Regions from separate parts of the Sus scrofa genome. Here region 2 is linked to region 1. Evidence: chromatin contacts called from public HiChIP or PLAC-seq data. All regions are on one chromosome and are shown on one strand. The core of a region is the stretch at or near the end of the contact, and the rest is flanking DNA. Distances in the headings are between cores, read along the strand shown.

Evidence for each region. HiChIP or PLAC-seq counts read pairs in DNA pulled down with a chosen protein or histone mark.
Region 2: a contact with region 1 is called in an H3K27ac HiChIP or PLAC-seq map of skeletal muscle, with 2.7 times the contacts expected there. The contact joins two enhancer-like sites. A contact is called at or near these places in 1 of 5 promoter capture datasets (liver), 5 of 47 Hi-C or Micro-C datasets (liver and skeletal muscle) and 1 of 2 datasets of contacts at active chromatin or transcription factors (skeletal muscle).

What each region holds. Positions count from the first base shown.
Region 1 is chr11:46,495,254-46,502,378 of Sscrofa11.1, reverse strand. It overlaps a transcript of KLF12 not described here. Among named protein-coding and RNA genes, the nearest start is that of KLF12, 190 kb to the right of the region's middle. Within about 2 kb of position 3,163, at least 5 of the 83 cell types and tissues checked have an H3K27ac peak or open chromatin away from gene starts, as enhancers often do. A contact at or near this core is called in skeletal muscle, where this site is marked.
Region 2 is chr11:46,633,530-46,640,654 of Sscrofa11.1, reverse strand. It overlaps LOC110255761 (a long non-coding RNA gene), which reads right to left. Exons shown (of 3, transcript XR_002336561.1): 1 at 6,917-7,125. It also overlaps a transcript of KLF12 not described here. Among named protein-coding and RNA genes, the nearest start is that of KLF12, 330 kb to the right of the region's middle. Within about 2 kb of position 3,909, at least 30 of the 83 cell types and tissues checked have an H3K27ac peak or open chromatin away from gene starts, as enhancers often do. A contact at or near this core is called in skeletal muscle, where this site is marked.

The DNA.
Region 1 (7,125 bases), core at 1,914-4,413:
AGGAGACCTGGGATGAAGGCCCAGCTCTTCCACTTATGAGCTTTATCACTTTACTAAGGTAGCTTCACCTCTCTCTGGAATTAAGACCGTCATCACTGAATTATTTGTTTCTTCATTTCTTTATTTTCTCATGTGGATCCTCTTTCAGAACATTTGAAGCAGATTATGAAAAATTATATGTGCAGTAACACCTGAGGCTGATGATACAGAAATAGAAAAGCAGAACAAAGAAAAAGGAGAAAGCGTTCTAAACTCTACAGGTTGATATAATAGCCATAAATATTCATTACATTAGAATCTGAGATTCCTAGAAGCCAGGGCACGGAGGGAAAAATGAGGGTACATATATTTGGTTTTCATTAAGGAAAGTGAATATCAGTTCCTCTGAGGACATATAGCATTTTCCTGGCATCGCATTCTCCAAGAAATTGAAACCATATAAGGATAACAATGCCTAACTCCTGGGGTTGTTAAGTGCATTAAGTATATATAACAGCCTTTATAAATTGCAAGCTATTATTTAACACTAATTAATACATAAATATCTATTAAGCCTATTTCCAGAGACTGAAGTCAAAAGCAGAGAGCAGAGTTTTAATGTCTTACTTCTTTTTTAGTGGAAAGCATTTCCATACTGTACTCTATGTTTTCCTATCTTCCTTTCTTTTAGAGCAGGTCACACAGGGCATAATGGCAGAATAGCACTTTTAGAAGGGATTTGAGAGTTCATGACCGTAAATATCAATGACTGTAGTTTGCAGTAGCTATAGTTGTAGATAAATAGATAATTATAGGTGTGAGAAAATTATGTGGGATGAATGGAAAGGACTCAACCAAGGAGCCTTTTTCCTAGTTTGCTTTCTAGGGAACAAAAATGACCCATCTTAGTTTGCTTTTAAACGATTTGACTCTCATAAAGGTGGAATGAAACATGTGCAGATGTTCACCCCTTCAGCAGTGCAACATAGCTTGTTTTCTGTAAAACTGATTAGTGAACTCAAAGTTGAAGCAAGCAGCCTTCTAGCCAGTGATCTTCCCACCCCTAGACAATCTTCAAGGTCGTGTGTCTCTTCCTCCTCAATGACATTCACAACATCATTCTTTGTTTCCTGTTCCCAACTCAATGATCCAGGAGTATCTTCTTGTCAACTTATCATTCCTCCTTTACCTCATTTACCCAGTTTGAGAATGCAGTGTGCATAAGGAGCATGCCCTCATACTTTAAGAAGTTGACCAAGGACAAAGGGTATGGTCTATCCGAAGCCTGTTCAGCAATATTAACAATACTTAACCTTGACTATCAGTATAAAAGCTCACAGAATACTTCTGTTTTCAAACCAAACTTGACTCCACCTGATCACGTGCAGGAAAGCCAATCTACTGATGCCAGGTTGTGGTGAAGGGAAGTGCAGCTTTTATGGTAAGGTGCCAATACAGGGAGAATAGGTGGCTCATGTTCAAAAACCCAGAACTCCTCCGAAGGGTTTCAGCAAAACATTTTTAAAGGCCAGGTGAGGAGGGGCATCCAGGGTATACGATAAGCTCATGCACAGTTCTCTGATTGGTTGGTGGTGAAGTAAGAGGGTGATGTGACAAGGTCGAGCATTATCAATCCTTAGGCACTTGTAGGTCTGGGGACTCTACCTGCTCCTGTTCATCAAGTAGTTAATTTCTTTCGTTTGGTCAGGTTTTTGCCATCCCTAAAACAACTCAGGAAATATCCATCAGATACTATTCTCTGGGTACTTCAGAGAGGAGCTAAAGTAGAGCATGTGGGGGAGGCGTATGTCCCTGGAAAGCCCCATAGGTCCTGCTTGGTTACGCTTCCTTATATACAGTTTCATTTAATCCTCACAGTTACTATGTGTGTTAATTCTCATCTTCTCCATTTTGCAAATGGAGTGTGACATATCTGAACTTGAATCTTATTTCTGTCCCTTATTAGCTATGGGAGCTCAGGCAAACATTAATATTTTTATGAATCAATGTCCTCACCTATGAAAGATGAATAAACACTGTAAAAGGTAATATCTGTGAAGCATCTTCAGAGGGGCAGACATAGAGTAGGTACATAATAATGGTGATTGCTACTATTATGTTATCTGAACAGAACTCTTGTAGCCACAGAAAACTACAAAATATTACAATATTCTTGAGAGTCATAGGCATGTTCTAGTAAAAACTTTCCTTGGGTAACATAATTTTCATAGTAATACTTTGATCCATAGTTTAAATTAGTGGGTAACATTGTATGTGTTTTTTTTTTTAAAGAGCCCCAAACAAAAACCCATTTCTTGGGAATAAACCATAAAGTCTTCTAGGACTCTTTCCATGAAACTACCAAACAGTGATTAAATCTGTGAGAAGAATTTCTGTCTGAAACCAGGATTGGTTTGAGCTCTGCAATAAATGCAAGGCAGTTACAAGAGCTCTGAGTTTTAATCCTTAACATTTTCATATTATAGGAATCTTAACCATTGGTTCACAAATTACTATTTTTTTTTTTTCATTTTTTAGGGTTGCACTAGGGACATATAGAAGTTCCCAGGTTAGGAACTGAATCAGAGCTTCATCTGCCCATCTACACCACAGCCACAGCAAAGCCAGATTTGAGCCATGTCTGCAACCTACACCACAGTTTATGGCAATGCTGGATCCTTAACCCACTGCGTGGGACCAGGGATCAAACCCACATCCTCATGGATACTTGTCAGGTTCATTACCAATGAGCCACAATGGGAACTCCAAGTATTTTCTTATTTGATTATTCCAGAGGAATCAGTTTATTTTCTAAGTATCTTCTAGGTGAGAATTACCAAAATAGCCCAACCTCTTCAGGTTGGAAAATTGTTTAAAGGTGATTTATCTGAACACAAGCCACAGACATTTTCCAGCAACCTCCTAATGTGCAGTCTTTGTCACTAGTTACTTCCATTTCTTATGCCTCTCTTGCAGTGAGAAGATCAAAGCACTCCCTAAGTCTTCCATGCCTCATTCTAAGTGGGCAGCCATGGCCTTGAGAAAGTCACTAACTGTAGTCACCGTGTTCACTGATATAGTTCAGCTTTTCAGCCAGCACTGGGTCAGACTTAGGGAGCGCTTTGATCTTCTCACTGCAAGAGGCACATGGTCTCTGTGTCGAATGTCACCAGTGGCACTATTTCACAAGTTGTTGTACCCAAGTTGGCAGGAGGACTGGGCAAGAGTTAAAACTCAGAGTCAGGGATAGGTGTACACAAGCAAATACTCAGAGCCAAATACGCCGGTGCCAAAAGAAAGTTGTAATACAGGGAGCAAGATAAGATAGGGAGCCAGAGTCCAGCCCGGGGTTAGAGAGCAGGAACAGGCTGCATAGCAGCTGGAAAGCTGCTAAAGCTGTTCGTGTTGGACCACCTGCAAATGGCATAACTCATACACAGGAGCCCGTGGTGTCTCACAGACACTATGTACAGCAGAGATGATTCAGGATGCAAAGAATTTGAGCAACTACCATATCAAAGCTTTGCTATGTTACCAGGTAAATACACCTAAAACTCAATGGCTTAAAGCCAGCTCAACCAATGATAAATCACTATTTGTGTATGAAATGAAATATGCATTTCATTTTTGATATAACCATTCCCACTAATTTTGGAAAATTTTGAAATTTAATAGTTTTCCTTTTAAAAATTACTGGGTTTGATTCATTTGAGGATATTTAGCTAATTGGTCGAAGCATTCTTTCGTATTTTTAAAACATGCTCGTGATAACTTCATAGATGCTTCATTAAATGTGTCCTTTGTGTCCTGCTTTCTTTAATGAGTACTTTTACAAACTCTATAAATTGATTAAGTAAATTAACAAATACCTCTTTGCTTCCTTGTGATGAAGGATTACTGTTTTGTTGATCATAAAGAGAAGATCTGTTATGATGGTATTATGTATTAGACGTCAGGAACAATGAAGTGCAATGGAGGATTAAATTCAATGGAGGATTAAATTAAATATGAGATTAACTATAAAATCACAGTTCCCAGCATATGTTTTCTACTTTGTTAATACTTGTTCCTTTTACAGGAATGACAACTTCATGTTCATTACCAGATTGACTTGGTTGATATTTCATGTACCTCAGACTCACCAGATTTTTGCTAACTTTTCACTCCACATTGAATCCTACCAATCCCGCTTCTTATGATATGGAGAGGCGTGAAAGCAGATAAAGCAATATTCTTTAGAATCTGTGAGGTTCTAGTTTGTTTTATTTTTGTTTATTTCCCTAACTCCAGTTAGAAACAGCCTCTGGGAAAAGGATATTTCCACTTGACTCTATACTGGTTCCAGAGTTCCCAAGGCTAAACCTCGAGCCTTCTGTTCTCTCCCTTCTGGCCTCTGTGAGCAAAGGACGGAGGTATACCAGATGTCCCAAGGCTTGCCTTTCCCCACAGGACATGCTGTGGGCAAGGAAGCCAATTCAGTTATGCTCTAATGCCTTCTTTGCTTGAGCACCTCTCTATGGTGGCTGGCCAGATGAAGAGGTAGGGCATAAAGAGAAAAGAATTAACAAGATAAAGATACAGGATTGGAGTGTGCGAATGTGCAAGAAGAGACTGGAATTTATTAGAAGGAAAGCATTCAAGGTGAGCAGAGGGAAGGATCAATATATAGTCCTAGGTTGGTGAAAGAAAAAAATATGGTTTCGTTTGCCCATGCCTGCTTCTGCATAATTGCAAAGGCACGGTATCGGCTGCAAATATCTATAGAGAGACAGCATGGAGAGAATCAAAGTGAATGTTGGGCAGGGATGGCTGGGTGATATAAATCAGTGCGATAACCTGGCTACAGTGGGAGAAGAGCCAACTGTTTGAACATATATCTGAAAAAGGTTCAAGGCGTGGAGGAATCCCAATGAACTCTTGTAAGTATCAAATGTGCAATGCTGCATATTTAATATTAGAACAGAGTAGATGGTGAGTCAGAGTCTGAAGAATGAAACAAAGCTGAAAGGAAATTAGCAAAAAAAAGTTGGGAAAATATCAGTGCAGAAACAGAATTAGAGATAAATAATAGAAATAAATGTTGAGAAGGGGAAAATATATATATATTAAAAAATGACCTAAAGAGGCCTTATCTACTCTATTGCTGTCTAAGAGGAGTAAGCTTTTAGTTGCTAAGAAGAAAGTGCTTATTCATTAGTTCAGAATCCTATCTAATTGAGACATCCTGAATTACCAATCACCAATGAAATATTTTCTCTAGATTTTTGCCCATATACGTCTCTTAAAAATGCCAAGTCTGTGAGTTGCCTACCCAGTAGTCATCATGCCATTCCTACTTGCTAAGAGAAACATGACTTTGCAGTGGGCAGAGAGCCTCTGATTTTAGGCAAGGTAGGTTCCTGACTTAGCCCCAGGGCAAGAGTCATGATTCTTCTAGGTCACTCTTGATAGTCTCATTCCCTTCTGTCAAAGGGCTTCTTCCAAAAAAGGCATGTGAATCAGTTCTGGTCAATGAGACATCAAGAAAAATCTAGCATTTCCCTTCTCGCCTCAAAATAGTATATAGGAACTTACCCTTTTCTGCTTGTAATACTGATGTGAAGACAGGATATCTGGAGATGTGGCAGCTATTTTGCAACCATGAGCCAACAAGTACAAAAAGATGGCAAAGTTGAAGGGTAGGAATTCCCGTGTGGCTCAGTGAGCTAAGGATCCAGGATTGTCACTGCAGTGGCTTAGATCATTGCTCTCACGAAGGTTCGATCCCTTCCGCATTCTAAGGATGCAGCCAAAACCAAAAGGTTGAAAGGTAGAAGGCGTCAGACTCCTGGCTGATCGTATTTAATAGCTGAGGCTATTTCTGCGACTGTCAGCTACCAGATGTGTTACATGCGTAAGCCTTATTTAGCTGGATTTTCTATTACTCGAACCCAAAAGCATTTAGTCTCTCAATCATATCTGGACCAGGCATTCAACCTATAACCTTCACTGAGTCTTTTAGGCTTTAAAAGAACACATTTGTTCAGTAGTTCAGGAAACTATTTAAATGAGCCCTCTCAAGCTAACATATTTAAAAATAATTTAGCACATTCTCTTGCTGTCACAGATCCAGAGAGCTTAAGCATGACAAGTTGTTCTACCTATTTTCATGTGTTATCCCTTTCTACTGGGGATATAAAAAGAGATACACAAGAAAATTAAAATATGAGCAAATTACAATAAAAAAAAACCTAAGGACATGAATAAACAATAACATTCCAGTTTTGACTCCTGATTAATCATTTTAACTAATATGTATTTAAGAATCATAAAGTCTTGGAGAGCAAAAAGGCTATAAATATGCTTTTATTTTATCTTGGGAACAAAATAGAGCAGCTCAAAGATCTAGCAGTGATCATTCAACTAGACAGCAACAAACAGGACCAGAGTATAATCTTTCTTTCATGCCAAAGCTTTTCTGCCTCATCATTCTGGCTTCCAAAGAAGGCCTAGAAACACTGTTGTAATTATTGGAATCTGTTCACTAGAAAACAATGGCCAAGAGTTCCTGTCACAGCTCAGTGGTTAACGAATCCGACTAGGAACCATGAGGTTGCAGGTTCGATCCCTGGCCTTACTCAGTGGGTTAAGGATCCAGCATTGCCATGAGCTGTGGTGTAGGTTGCAGATGCAGCTCGGATCTGGTGTTGCTGTGGCTCTGACGTTGGCCGGTGGCTACAGCTCCGATTCGACCCCTAGCCTGGGAACCTCCATATGCCGCAGGAGCAGCCCTAGAAAAGGCAGAAAGACAGAAAAAACAAAACAAAACAAACAATGGCCAGAGGTGCCTGTCCTGAAACATACCTCTTTGTTATCTTTAATTCTTCCCTTATTATGTCTTATTTGTATTCTTAGGCACTATACTGATACTTCTTCTCTTTTCATTTTTCTTTCCTATTCTTCCTTGTTTTGTTTCTTCTGTTCTGGTGACCTCAACTTTCCCTTCCCTCTTCTTGTAATTACCCAGGCTTATTTCACTTCCTTCCTTTCACTCTTCTCTCTATTCTGCCACCAAGTCCCAGCATCAAGCCCCCTATCCACTCACCCACTTTCTCTTCTGAACAAACTCCTAGGACTTAAGCAAATCATTGACTTTCACTGGCTCTT
Region 2 (7,125 bases), core at 2,660-5,159, 140 kb before region 1:
AGAATCAAACCTGTGGCATTATGTCTACCCAAAATGTGATTCACACACCAGCACATCCCTTCACCTAGAAGTTTGTTAGAAATGCCAAATTTCATGCCTCACTCAGGACATTTTTGAAACAATCTGCATTTTAATAAGATCTCCATGCAAAAGAGGCACTAATCTAAGAGAACTAAAATTGAGGGTAACAGAGGAGGAAGGTGTTACAGAGAGAGGCAATCTTCTTTAAAAACAGGCTCTAAATTCCGAATTTCGACCATGAAACTATCACCTTTCAAAAGAATTCTGGTTGGCAATGATTTTATTTCCTGTTACTTTTTTTTTTTTTTTTAAGGGTCACACCTGTGGCATATGGAAGTTCCCAGGCTAAGGGTCAGATTAGAGCTGTGAGCCTACACCACAGCCACAGCAATGCCAGATCTGAGCTGAGTCTGTGACCACAGCTTGCAGCAATGCCGGACCCTTAAACCACTGAGCGAGGCCAGGGATCGAACCTGCATCCTCATGGATGCCAGTCGGGTTCATTACCACTGAGCCACAGTGGAACTCTTCCTAGTACGTTTATTGTGTTAGGAAGTTTCTGGAAGCAGCCAGAGGTGCCGGCATAAATGAGAAGTAAAAGGCAGATGTTCCTTCAAATTCAGTATTCTCTAAAAGATTGCCAAATCCAAGCTGCAATGGAATGATTAGGTGGCAGCTGATCTGCTCATTTGGAATGTCAGCAGGGATAACGCTTACATAAGCTCTATGCGTCGTATATTGTCCTTCAGTTACAGGGAAAAGAGAAATCTAAAAACAGTCTATTTTATCGTCATGACTAACTGAAAGTTGGCCAAAATGGAAAGATCTTAAAGTCTTCTCTGAACTGCCAATCCTTTCATTGGATCCATACGTGTATGTGTGTATGTGGGTGCACAGGCATGCGTGGATGTGATGAGAAGGCCTTGAACGCCATCCTGAATGTATATTTCTCTCCAATTGTTATGGATTCAATGTCTCTAGATGCTATGCAACAATTAAGGAGAGTCAGAACCAGGACAATTAGATTTCAACAGAGCCTGGAAGGCAGAAAACAAACAAACAGAAAACTCAGAAAGATGACCAGCTAAAATTCTTCACCCAGGATTTGCCCTGGATCTCCGCTAGACCACTGGCCCCGTGCTTTGTATCAGCTTTCTCCCATTCCATCTACTTTGATGAGCATTTATTTGCATCCACTGTGTAAAGAATATTGGGATTCTGTATTCTCCTTATCGTTTGGTCCTTGGGATGTGATGGGCAAATTTAAGTCTCTCCTTTCCGCTCAATAAGAAAATTTTGTATACATTTTAAACATTTTAAATATCAAGCCAATGTGATATTTGCTCTCTGGTCAGTGCATCTATATCCCTGTAATCCTGAAGAGCATAGGGTTCCACGGCTGTTTCCATCATCAGCATTATTGGCTAAGTTTTTTATGAACTCGCTAGGCTCTAGGCTCTGGGGCACAGAGGTGATCAAAGACGCTGCTCACATGGACCTGATGTCCAGGTGAGAATGAACAAAGGGAAAATACAACCATAACCTAATGTCTAGTGGTGATAAGTGACCATGAAAAAGCAGAACCTAGTGTAATGGGAAAGAGAGCAATAGGGGGCGCTGTTTTAGACAGAGCATTAAGTCGCATTTCTCAGGGGAGTTGACACTTGAGCTGAGGCCTGAATAAAGAGGTCAGACTTGCGAGTAGAAGAGTTCCAGGCAAAAGGAGTTGCAAAGGCAGAGTCCTCTGGGTGGAAGTGCGTGAGGCATGTTTGGGAAATGGCTAGAGGGTCAACATGGCTGGAGCAGAGGGAGAGGGAAGAAGAGTGAGAAGAAATAGAGAGCCGGGTGCCAGATTATATAGGTCCTCGAAGGACCTTAAGGTCACAACAGCGTTAAAACAAACAAAAACAAAACAAAAAAACCTTTCATTTACTGAGATAGGTGCTACATTAATAAAATGTATGTACATTACTTAGTCTAATCCTCACAAAAATCCTATACACGAGTATCATCATTATACCTCAAGAAAAATGAGCCTTCACAAAATCAACATGACCAAGCTCAGAGAGCTACAAAGTGTTGGAACTTGGATTTGAACCTACATCTTCTGACACCAGAGGCCATTTCATATTCCAAAATCCTGTTATGACAGACAGATCTCTGGATTCCAATTTTACATAGTGCACTGGTAGAAATACTGTGAAATTCAAGTAAAATAGACATGTTTGTAGATCCTTCTAAGGAGGGAATAAAATTCTACCTTTTAATGAAAGGGTAGAATTATGTTCCCTCATCTTTATTACAATTAAATTTGATTTGGGGTCACATTTTTCATGCTCCTAACATAATAAGAGTCTCATGGAATGATCAAAGTCCACAATAATTTTGTACAAGCATTTACTGAAGGTATAACATAATCAAAGTTTTATGTCACCTAGTTAACCTCTCATCAGATTCAGTAGACAATAAGCCATGATACACAGCTGTGAAGACATTTCCATTTCAAAAATATTTGATATTAAGGACTGAATTTGAGAGATGGATGTTCAAAATATTTGGTAGTCTCTACTTCTTCCTATTGCTCATTTGTGCACCTGCTTTGCTAAATTTATCTCACAATATGTATAGCCACTCAAGGAGGTCTCTTCTGTGTGTCCCCATCCTTCTCCATCTCATTCCCCCAACAAGAACTCCTGTTCCTCTTGTTCTCGGGACACAGTCCCTCTCTTCCCACTAAAATCTGACTGTTTCTTTTATGCCCTGCCCGTCTCACTGGTGTGCTTAATGCGCCACCCTGCCTGTGTGATGAATTAACCTTCCTTACATACATTCTGCTTCAACCACTGGCCATGGAGGCTTGACTTTGTCTTCTATGTCTCTGAGGATCTGAATTTGCCCACTCATAGATTTCTGAGAGTTTTTGGGCAACAGCTTTAATTTCTGGTCTCCCAACCACCCTTGTACCTCCTGTTGACCGGAATATTTCTTTCAGTCTTTCAGTTAGTTGAATAATTCCTAATTCCTACAAAGCTGATTTATCAAACCATCACCTTCACTACCAAGTAGTGTACTTTTCAAACCTGTTTGCAGGAGTTTCCTCAGAAAAGCCCTAGAAATCTGAGGGCCCTGAGACACATTTTTAATGACACAGAAACCTACTTGATTTTAAAAAATAAAATCCACTTAGGACAAAAATAAACCAGGCAGGTTTCCCTTCCTGCAATATCTTCTCTCCTTGAAACTGTTACGTTTCAGAGCTAGTTTGTTTTAGGAAGCTCTGTTCTGTGGAGCAATAAGTTGTTGTAAGACAAACAGAATAATTTTGTTTTCCATTAGGTCAGTGGTGACAACATTAAGCTTAGCAAGACCATTTTTTGGCCAAGCTTGTAGCATGCAGAAGTTCCCCTGCCAGGGATTGAACCTGGGCCACAGCAGTGACCTGATTCACAGCAATGACAACACTGATCCTCAGCCTCTAGACTACCAGGGAACTCCTCGCAGGACCTTTCTACGAGCACTTCAATTAAAGTTCTGCTCATGTAGTTTTTGCTTTTTTTTTTTTTTTTTTTTTTTTTTTTTAAAGCAAAAAGTAGACTTTTCTTAAGCTGCTTTTACCCTGCAAATGGCCCTGATATCAGAAGTCCACTGGCAGGGTAAAATCAGGTATAAATTATAAAAGGGTTTTATTTGTTTTCAGGAGGACAGTGTTAAATACTCTATATTATCCCCCAGTTTGTTGAAGTGCAGAAGCTGAAAAACAATCTGGGCTTGGAAAGAAACTGCAGTGTCTGAAACTCTCCAGAAGCACTCAGAATGACAGGACCCTTAGCCAATAAAATGTGAGATTCAAGGAACACATTGTCACAACTCAGCGAATAATAAGGAGCAGGTATAAGTATGACATCACTGAAACACATTCCCATTGGCGGTTCCTCTGTGTGCTGGTTACTGTTCTATTTGTGGAAGCAGCAGCCTTATTCAAATTAACCTTTTCAGGCAGAGGGGAGGAGGGAGGTGGTGAGAAATATGCTGCAGTCTTTCCCCTGAAGGTGACGTGCTCTCAAATTCACTTTACATTGCCTTTGAGCAGGCAAAATAAAAATAAATTCAGCTGCGGCAGTGTTTCACAGGGATAATAGCTGCTTGAATTAGATCAGGTCAGTGAAAAGGAATGGGATAGAGGCTGTGGCAGAGTGAAAACAAATTTCTGAATTTTTCTCTTTGCTTTTATTCCTTCCCGCCTTATTATTTCTCCGTGTCTCTTTCCTGGACCTGATCGCTGCATAGACTAAACTTGATATCCCCCCAGTCAGCCATTCGAGGGAAGGATTTCTTTGAATACTCATACCTCCAGCCTGTGATGTCTAGCAGACAGGTCCGATGAACGGATGGTTGCCTGACATGGTAGAAATACTCAGGAGTATGAAGCTGATGAGATAATTTAATCACATTTACTGTCGTCTGTGAGCAACTGTCACTTTCCATCCTGTTTCTGTTACATAACATAGGGCCTCCAGCTACATCACTGATACACAGGAGCGCCCACTCTGTGTTTAACTCCTAGGGCTTTGCTTTCACTTCGGAGAGCCTAGATGTGGGGGCAGTCCCCATGTCTAGTCCCCATCCGGATGGGCTTCCAGAACTTGGCACAACTTTGCACAAATAAAATGCTTTGGGTCTTTGGCCTTATTTCTTTTACATCTTCAAAAAGGATTTCACTCTCTCTTGTCACTGACAAAGATCACTCAGGATACAAACCGTCTAAAACGGTAAACCCTGCTTTCGAGTCCATGTCCTTAAGTAATTTCTTCTTTCTGATATTTCTGTTTTCTTTCCATCCCTTGTCATCTCTTCCTTCCTACCTCAGAATGCCTCTACACAGCATTCCTGTTGTGGCTCAGTGGGTTAAGAACCCAACTAGTATCCATGAGGATGAGGGTTCGATCCCTGGCCTTGCTCGGTGGGTTAAGGATCCGGCGTTGCCTTGAGGCTGTGGTGTAGGTCACAGATGTGGCTCAGATCCGGTGTTGCTGTGACGGTGGCGTAGGCCGGCAGCTGCAGCTCTGATTCAGTCCCTAGCCTGGAAACTTCTATATGCTGAAGGTGTGGCCCTGTGAAGGAAAAACACAAAAATTAAATGCCTCTACTTGACAAATTTTAAAATGCAAGTGAAAAAGTTTCCAGAAAGTTGATGATCAATCTATAGTCTCTGCCACAATGTGGAGTGTCTTAGTCTGTTTGGGCTCCTGTAACAAACTGCCACAGACTGAGTGGCTTATAAACAACAGAAATGTATTTCTCACAGTTCCAGAGGCTGGGAGTCTGAGGTCAGGGTGAGGCGAGGACCTTCTCCAGATGCCGATTTTTCCTTGTTTCCTCCTTGGGTCCCCACATAGTGGAAGGGGTTACGGAGCTCTGTGGGACTCTTTCATGAGGCCCTAATCCCATTCAGGACCCCACCCTCATGATGTAAGCACCTCCCAATAGCCACCTCCCAATACCATCATCTTTGGGGGGGAGTCAGGATTTCAACATTGGGGAGTTCCCATTGTGGCTCAGTGGTAACAAACCCGGCTAGTATCCATGAGGACATGGGTTCGATCCCTGGCCCTGCTCAGTGGGTTGAGGATCTGGTATTGCCATGAGCTGTGGTGTGGGTCGCAGACACAGCTCGGATCCTGCCTTGCTGGGGCTGTTCTGTAGGCTGGCAGCTGCAGCTCTGATTAGACTCTTTGCCTGGGAACTTTCATAGGCTGCAAGTGCAGCCCTAAAAAAAAAAAAAAAAAAAAACGATTTCAACATATGGATTTGAGGTTGAGGAGGAAACACAAATATTCAGACAGAGCATTAGGCAAAAACAGCTATATTTCAGGTCAGAAATAAGTTGCTTTAGGCAAAGAGCTAGCTCCCACTGCTCCAAACATGCTGCACGTTTGCCTGTCCTTAAAGAGATCTGAACCTCTGAGCTCGTCCCTTGCTATTCCTCTAAAAACATTAATAATCTTGTCATCAGACTGTAATGACAATGGCACCAGCATGACACTACATGTTACAATCCCGTTTGGACTCTCTGTACTGGTTTTGCCTAATTTACAAATCCCTTTAAATGGATCTGGGTATTGCAGCAGTTACCAGGTTCTGAGCAAAACTATACAGATTCAGAAAAATAGCTTGTGTGAGGAAGGTTAGAGCACTTCTGAATAAATAATGCACGGAAGGTCAGCCGCGGAGGAGCGCTGGGAAGCGAGCAGGTGTGTGCTGGGGTGATGGGCGCATCCGAGGCAGGAAGGAGGGGGCGTAGACGAAGTCGCTGCCACCCTCACGAACTGGCCCTGCCCAAGCCCTGCCAGCTTTCTGCCAGGAACCACTGAGAACTATTGGCTTTTTCACAAGGAGCTGCTGAAATTCCAGGAACCGGGGGTCTGGAGCAATTTTCAGCACAGCGCTCCGTATGTCGCTGACATCCAGCAGTTCTGTGGACCCAGCTTTCCATTTTCTGATTTTTTACACTTTTCCCTGCCTGATCCCAGCCCTTCCTTGAGAAGGAGACTGTTATGTGGCCCACCTTGGCAAAGCAAGACAGGAGCTCAGAGGTCGCTAGCTTGACCTGGCGCACCACGCGTCTTCCCTCATTCTGCCTGAATGCAGCATTGTTCCCCTGCTGAATGAAGTTTTAGAAAATGACTTTCAGATGCTCCCTTCCCTTTCTGGGGCTGTTTTACCCCCCTGGCCAGTTTGTAATCTCAGAAACCTCATCATCTTTGTTTGGCTCTTGATAAAAATGAAAAGATTCATAAAATAGCATCCTCGATGAGAGGCACTGATACCAGTTGGAAATGTTTCAGCTTAAGACCACTGCCAAATAATCGGACGAGTGCCCTTCCACTGTACTTACGTTTTGAGTTTGTCTATTTGCTGCTTTTGCTGTCACTGTCAAATCCACTGGGTTATTGTAGGCAGTGCCCACAAGTGACTGGGACCCTCTTTATCTGAACTCTGATCAGAAAGCTGCTTGGTTCTCTTCAGGTTTGGTTTGGTTTTTTTTTTTATTCTCCCCTCCCCTAGCCCCCAGCCCCACCTTCAAACCAGAAAAGTAGCTGCTGA